Linked DNA regions of Pan troglodytes: region 2 is linked to region 1. The links are chromatin contacts, called in public HiChIP or PLAC-seq maps. All regions are on one chromosome and are shown on one strand. The core of a region is the stretch at or near the end of the contact, and the rest is flanking DNA. Distances in the headings are between cores, read along the strand shown.

What was found. HiChIP or PLAC-seq counts read pairs in DNA pulled down with a chosen protein or histone mark.
Region 2: a contact with region 1 is called in an H3K4me3 HiChIP or PLAC-seq map of stem cell-derived excitatory neurons, with 8 times the contacts expected there. The contact joins the promoter of NSRP1 here to the promoter of BLMH in region 1. A contact is called at or near these places in 2 of 7 Hi-C or Micro-C datasets (blood and stem cell-derived neural progenitor cells) and 1 of 1 datasets of contacts at active chromatin or transcription factors (stem cell-derived excitatory neurons).

The regions. Positions count from the first base shown.
Region 1 is chr19:37,280,979-37,284,420 of NHGRI_mPanTro3-v2.0_pri, forward strand. It overlaps BLMH (bleomycin hydrolase), which reads left to right and starts at 1,499. Exons shown (of 12, transcript XM_511383.7): 1 at 1,499-1,891; 2 at 2,190-2,387. The coding sequence starts at 1,879.
Region 2 is chr19:37,459,523-37,462,609 of NHGRI_mPanTro3-v2.0_pri, forward strand. It overlaps NSRP1 (nuclear speckle splicing regulatory protein 1), which reads right to left and starts at 1,726. Exons shown (of 7, transcript XM_063798767.1): 1 at 1,545-1,726; 2 at 309-526. All of the region lies in intron 1 of LOC107969205 (a long non-coding RNA gene), which reads left to right. MIR423 (microRNA mir-423) reads right to left here and starts at 93; the gene lies at 1-93.

The DNA.
Region 1 (3,442 bases), core at 249-2,748:
TCCTACACCTTGCCTCTGCTCCCAAAACATGCCTTGCTCTTAGCCACATCCGATTATGATGCACCCTTTCTTGAACATGATTTTATTCACTGCGCCTTCGCTGGTGCCTTGAATGCCCTTCTCCTGTTCTTTGACTTGTAAAAATCTCATCCACTCTTCAAGATCATGCTCTCTTGTCACTTCTATTTTCAGGCACCCTTTGGCCCTAATTGACAGTGCTCTCCTCATTGCTTCTACAGTCTACAGCACTACTGGTATGCTACTACAGATAGTCTAAAAGTTGTTTTGCATCTCTTTCCTACTACATTGAGTTTCTTAACGGCAAGATTAAGCTTTGTTCGTCTCTATGTCATCAGCAGTTTGTCCAGTGCCTAGTACATGTTAGATACTGAATACAAATTTATGACTTGAATTGGGCAGGATGCTTGAACATCATTTTGTGAAAGGACCAGTGATTTCGTTCTGTATAATTTTCAGCCTCTTCTTTTTCAGATATTGAAAGAACCTCAGAATAGGATGGTTGATGGGCCCACTTAAGATAGTTGCTATGTTATAGCCCCAATTTTTAGCCGAGTCTCTCTAGGGACATAGAAACTGTGCTTTCTCAAATGACTGATTGGTGCCTGAGTATGGATTTTTCCAGATATCAGAGTTCCTTAGAACTGTGATGATTTTCAATCTAAGAAGACCTAGATGCTAGGTTACACACACACACACACACACACACACACACACACACACACAACCTCATCGTTTTGAATAGCAGATACAGGGTTTCAGTGTTTTTGTTTTACCCTCTGTGGGTTCTATCCCAGCATCTTACTAAGGGCTGAGATTTCAGGGCATGAAACACGGAATCAACAAAAACAAGGTTTTTACAATCTCAAAACTTTGGGAAACTGTTGAGTTATCTTGAAAGCCTAGAGGGGGAGCATCAGTTAGTTTTGTAGAGAACTCGGCGAAACAATATTGATGCATACGGCTAGCCTCTGTCATCCTCCTGAGTTAAACCCAACGGGACATGCTGGACTATACAGGAGCCACTCGTGGACTCCGTGAAGACCAGATGGGTAGTGTTCTTGAAATGAGCAGATGTCTATTTGTAGAACTCTGGTAGTAGCTTTGGAGTGGGTGGGGAAGAGCTTGGTTCCCATTTCCCCTCAAAGACAATTATTTGCTTCTGATGAGAATCCAAGCAACAAGTTGCCATTGAGAATGCAGTGATTGGTCAGCAAACGAAGCCTATAGGAAGAGCCTTCGGGTGCATTCCTTGTGACATATCGACCCGTCCTAAGCCCGACGCTTAATTATGGGACCTCTCAGCTCCTCCCTCCCGCCTCGAGCTCCCTTTTGGCTTCTCACAAGGCTTCCTGGGGACGATTCCCCGATGCTAGAGTACTTGGGGTCTGGGCCCACAGGGAACCCGTCAGCCTCCCTCCTTGGAGCGGGCCTGATCCCGGGAGGGCGCCCGCGCGGCCCGGAGGCGGGAACCCAGGGGGAGAAGGCGCCGGCGCCGCCCTGGCGCGCAGACCATCTGTGCGGTCCTGCGCGGGGGCAGGCGCGGCCTCAGCCCCCGGGCGCTGGCGGACCCAGCGCGTCAGCTAGGCCGCCCCCGTCGGCCCTCCCCCGGGCGGGGCCAGCCCCGACGGCGCTGACTCAGCAACGCGAGGGGGGAGTTTTGTCCCTCCGCGGACCCCGTTTCTCCCGGCCTCAGCCTCCCCGCCGCCGCCGCCGCCGCCGCCGAGCCGGTTTCCTTTTTCCGGCGCTCCGGGTGCGAGAGACAGGTCGGGCCCCCTAGGCAGCGAGCCGCAGCGCAATCCCGGCGCTCGCCCAAGGACCCTGGAAGCCACCGTTACCCCGCCGGGCAGCGTGGGCGCCATGAGCAGCTCGGGTGAGGTGCCGCCGTCCCCCGCCGCGGTCCTCTGGAGGAGCTCCGCGGTCCCCGTGAGGCCCGGCGGCGGGGAAGGCCGGGGGCTGGGACCCTTGGCGATGGCGGGGAGGGAGCTTTCGGGGCAGGCTGGATCGGCCTGGAGGGAGACAGCTCCTTGGAGGAGGATGCCGCTTATGGGTTTCCCCGCTGCAGCGGGCACCCCAGGATGCGCTTACGAAGTTAGATTCGGGACGCGGGAGCCCCAGATCAGCCCTTTCCCCCTCTTTTTGCGTTAAAATCCTGTTTGGTCTCCCAACAGGACTGAATTCGGAGAAGGTAGCTGCTGTGATACAGAAACTGAATTCCGACCCCCAGTTCGTACTTGCCCAGAATGTCGGGACCACCCACGACCTGCTGGACATCTGTCTGAAGCGGGCCACGGTGCAGCGCGCGCAGCATGTGTTCCAGCACGCCGTGCCCCAGGAGGGCAAGCCAATCACCAACCAGAAGAGCTCAGGTGTGGGCTTCCACTTCTCCCATACTTTCCTTGACCTTCCTGACAGCGTCCCATTTTGGTGTCTTATTTAAGAGTGGTCTTAAATTCGTACTGAAAGAACTGGTCGTAAATTCGTAAAGAATGAGGCACAGGTACAGGCAGGTCTAAGAACATTACCCATGTGGTTTGTTTTGCTGTTCTGTGGCTTGTTAGTACATGCGGTTAGAGTACAAAAGTGACATGTCCATGAGTATACGTTTGAGTGTTATTGACTATATTATGTTCCAATGCTATGTGGTTTGTAGCCCGTGTCTTGGAGATGTATGGTCTTGGTCACAAAACAGAACATGTGAAAATGTTCATATCTTTGGAGGACTCCCCAGAAATGCCCTGAAGGCCCTATACTATGAAATAGAAAAGACACAATGTAATTACATTAAAATGTCATCAGATGTTACTTTTAAATATGCTTCTTGGTTACAACTGAAGCTAATGTGCTGATGGGCTCAGTTCCCACCAGTAGATCAGTTTGTAATACAGAAAAAAGTTCTGTTCTCATGCCTTGCTGGTCAAGAAGTCTCGTTTTGCTATCTGCTTTCTAGCACCACTCTCAGAAAAAACAGGTATAGTGAAAGATTGGATATCCAGCAATCTAAATAAGGAGCACATTCTCACAACAAAATTGTACTAAACGGATTTTTAAAAGTCTTTCTGTACTTAAAAACGACCCCCCAGTCTATCTATATGGACAGGAAGCACATCAGTGCTTGTTTAGAGTCGGTTAGAACTCACAAAGCACACATTTAACGTGAGTACATTTTATTGTATGTACATTATACCTGAATAAAGTTGATTTTTTAAATGTTAAGGAAAAAGTCAAGACCTTACAATAATTAATGTTTTGCTTTAGAAGAAAGTGCTTGGAGTGGTGTGGGCTCTCAGGCTACAGATGATCCAGTTAGTAATGTCACAGTGGTCCTACATAGTTTAGATTGCAGTGACCCGTTAGGGAACAGGTCAGGTCTTACACATTTTGCAGTGTCACTTTTACATACAAAAGATCCAAATAGCATGTG
Region 2 (3,087 bases), core at 476-2,975, 180 kb after region 1:
CGCGGGGTAGGAAGCAAGACTGAGGGGCCTCAGACCGAGCTTTTGGAAAATAGAAAAGTCTCGCTCTCTGCCCCTCAGCCTAACTTCCTTTATTTCCTCACAAGTTTCTCCCTCAAACTTCGGGCTTCCATCCGGGAAAATGTACGGGGGAGGGGAATCTATGTTCCTCAGGACTTCTCGTTTTTTCCCGTCTCTACCCCTGACGACACAGTCCCTTCACTTCCAGCGCATTTAAAACTCCTCGGCCAAAGACACAGTCGCCGTAGTTTCTCATCCCCCAGCCTGACCCTAACTCCCGGATCACTCACTGCCTGCCCGGAATCGCCATCTTGCTCCCGTGTCCGCTGAACGTGGCCGACGCCTCCGTGACGCTGACGCCCATGTCGTCACGTAAACTCTCGCGCGGCTTTGGGTGGCCCGGATCCCGCTTGTCGGTTGAATCGCTGGTCTGAGTCACTTCTATGGTACTGGGAATCGGATCCAGTGACCTCTGTTTTGTTTCGGAGCCCACCGGCTGCCTCAAAATCTGTAGGAGAAAGGAATGACAACGTTCTAGGCCAGTTGTTCGCAGTGTGTGGTTCTGGGACCAGCGGCATCAGCAACACCGGAGATACTGTTAAAATGACAAATTCTCGGGCCCCACCCCAAACCTGCACAATCAGAAACTTTGGAGTGAAGCGAGTTATCTGAATTTTAACCAGCGGGTAATTCTGATAAAGTTTGAAAACCACTGCCATGGCTATCGATATTCCCCCTACCCCCTTCCAAGTGTTCACTTTAACTGGTTCAGGATAATTAGGCGAAAAATGAAAATCTGTGTATTAATAATACCTTACATAGGACCAAAATTATTATTAAAAAAAAATTTTTTTTTTGAGACGGAGTTTCGCTCTTGTTGCCCAGGCTAGAGTGCAAAGGCGCGAACTCGGTTACCTCAACCTCCGCCTCCCGGGTTCAAGCGATTCTCCTGCCTCAGCCTCCCGAGTAGCTGGGATTACAGGCATGTGCCACCACGCCCGGCTAATTTTGTATTTTTAGTAGAGACGGGGTTTCTCCATGTTGGTCAGGCTGGTCTCGAACTCCCGACCTCGGGTGATCCGCCCGACTCGGCCTCCCAAATTGCTGGGATTACAGGCATGAGCCACCGCGCCCGGCCCAAGGACCAAAATTATTAATAATACTGTTCACGGGCCATTGGGTATAGGAATCAGGATCATATATGATACTTTTTTTTTTTTTTTTTTTTGAGACGTAGTCTCGCTCTTGTCGCCCAGGCTGGAGTGCAGTGGCATAATCTTGGCTCACTGCAACCTCCGCCTCCCAGGTTCAGACGATTCTCCTGCCTCAGCCTCCTGAGTAGCTGAGATTACAGGCGTCCGCCACCATGCCTGGCTAATTTTTGTATTTTTTTAGTAGAGGCGGGGTTTCACCATGTTGGCCAGGCTGGTCTCAAAACTCCTGACCTCATGTGACCCACCCGCCTCAGCCTCCCAAAGTGCTGGGATTACAGGCGTGAGCCACCGTGCCTGGCCCGTATATGATACCTTTTTGAAAACTCTGCCCACATCTGTGCACTCATTCACTCTTGGTTCATTCCCAGCTAGTCTCAGAGCAGCCAAAGAGATCAATTACTGAGATAAGGATGTTGAAATCTCCAACTATAATTGCGAATTTGCTTCTCCTTTCAATTCTATCAGTTTGTGTCATGTATTTTGAAGTTAGGTATGTAAACATTTAGGATTGTTACGTTCTCTTGCATTAACCTCTACTAACCTCTATAGCATTAAGAAGTGGCCCTCTTTATTCCTTTATTCTTCTTTGTCTGCTTGGTCTGCTATCAATATAACTAGCTTTCTTTTGATTAATGCTAGCATAGTGTATCTTTTTCAACCCATTTTAATCTATTTGTGTATTTACATTCTAATTGGATCACTTGTTGACAGAAAATAGTTGGGTCTTGCTTTTTTATCCAGTCTGACAGTCTCTTCCATTTAATTTGGATGCTTAAAACATTTTCATTAAAGTGACTATGATTGCAGGCTGGGTGGGGTGGCTCAGGCCTGTAGTCCCAGCACTTTGGGAGGTTGAGGCCAGCATGCACAACATAGCCAGACCCCATCTCAAAAAAAAAAAAAAAAAGTTTGATTGCTATTTGTTTTCTATTTTTCCCAACTGTGATTCAGCTTATGATTTTCATGCTTCAGCTTCCTTTGTTGGTTTATTGACCATACTTCTTTGCTTGTTATATAAGCTGTTGCTTTAGGGTTTCTAATATATGTCTTAAACTTATCACAATCTGCCTTAAAGTAAGAATCTACCACTTTGTGTATAGTATAAGAAGCTTAGAAAAGCATACTTCCATTTTATCTCCTAGTTTTGTGCTATTGTCACTATGTCATAAATGCACAATAAATTATTTTTGCTATAAAAAGTAACTTCGTTTTTAAAAAGATTTTTTTGAATAGGAAAAATACGTTTACCCACATATTTATCATTTCTGGTGTTTCCATGTCTTTGTATAGATTCAGATTTCTATCTAGTATAATATTTTTAAAAATATTTTTAAAAAGTTTTATTGAGCGATAATTCACATATCATACAATTCATTCATTTAAAGTGTGCAATTCAGTGGGGTTTAGTATAGTCAAGTTGTATGTTTAGTATAGTCATAGTTGTACTACCCTCACCACAATCAATTTTAGTTTAGTTTTTTTTTTTTTGAGACAGAGCCTTGCTCTGTTTCCCAGGCTGGAGAGCTATGGTGCATCTCAGCTCACTGCAAGCTCCTGGGTTCAAGCCTCCTGGGTTCAAGCGATTCTCCTGCCTCAGCCTCCTAAATAGCTGGGATTACAGGCGCCCACCACAACACCCAGCTAATTTTTGTATTTTTAGTAGAGACAGGGTTTCTCCATGTTGGCCAGGGTGGTCTCAAACCCCTGACCTCAGGTGATCCACCCGCCTCAGCCTCCCAAAGTGCTGGGATCACAGGTGTGAGCCACTGCACCTGGCCAATTTTAGATTATTTTTAATACCCAACAAAGAAACCATATACCTATTAGCCACTCCTATTTTCCTCCAAATCCCCCA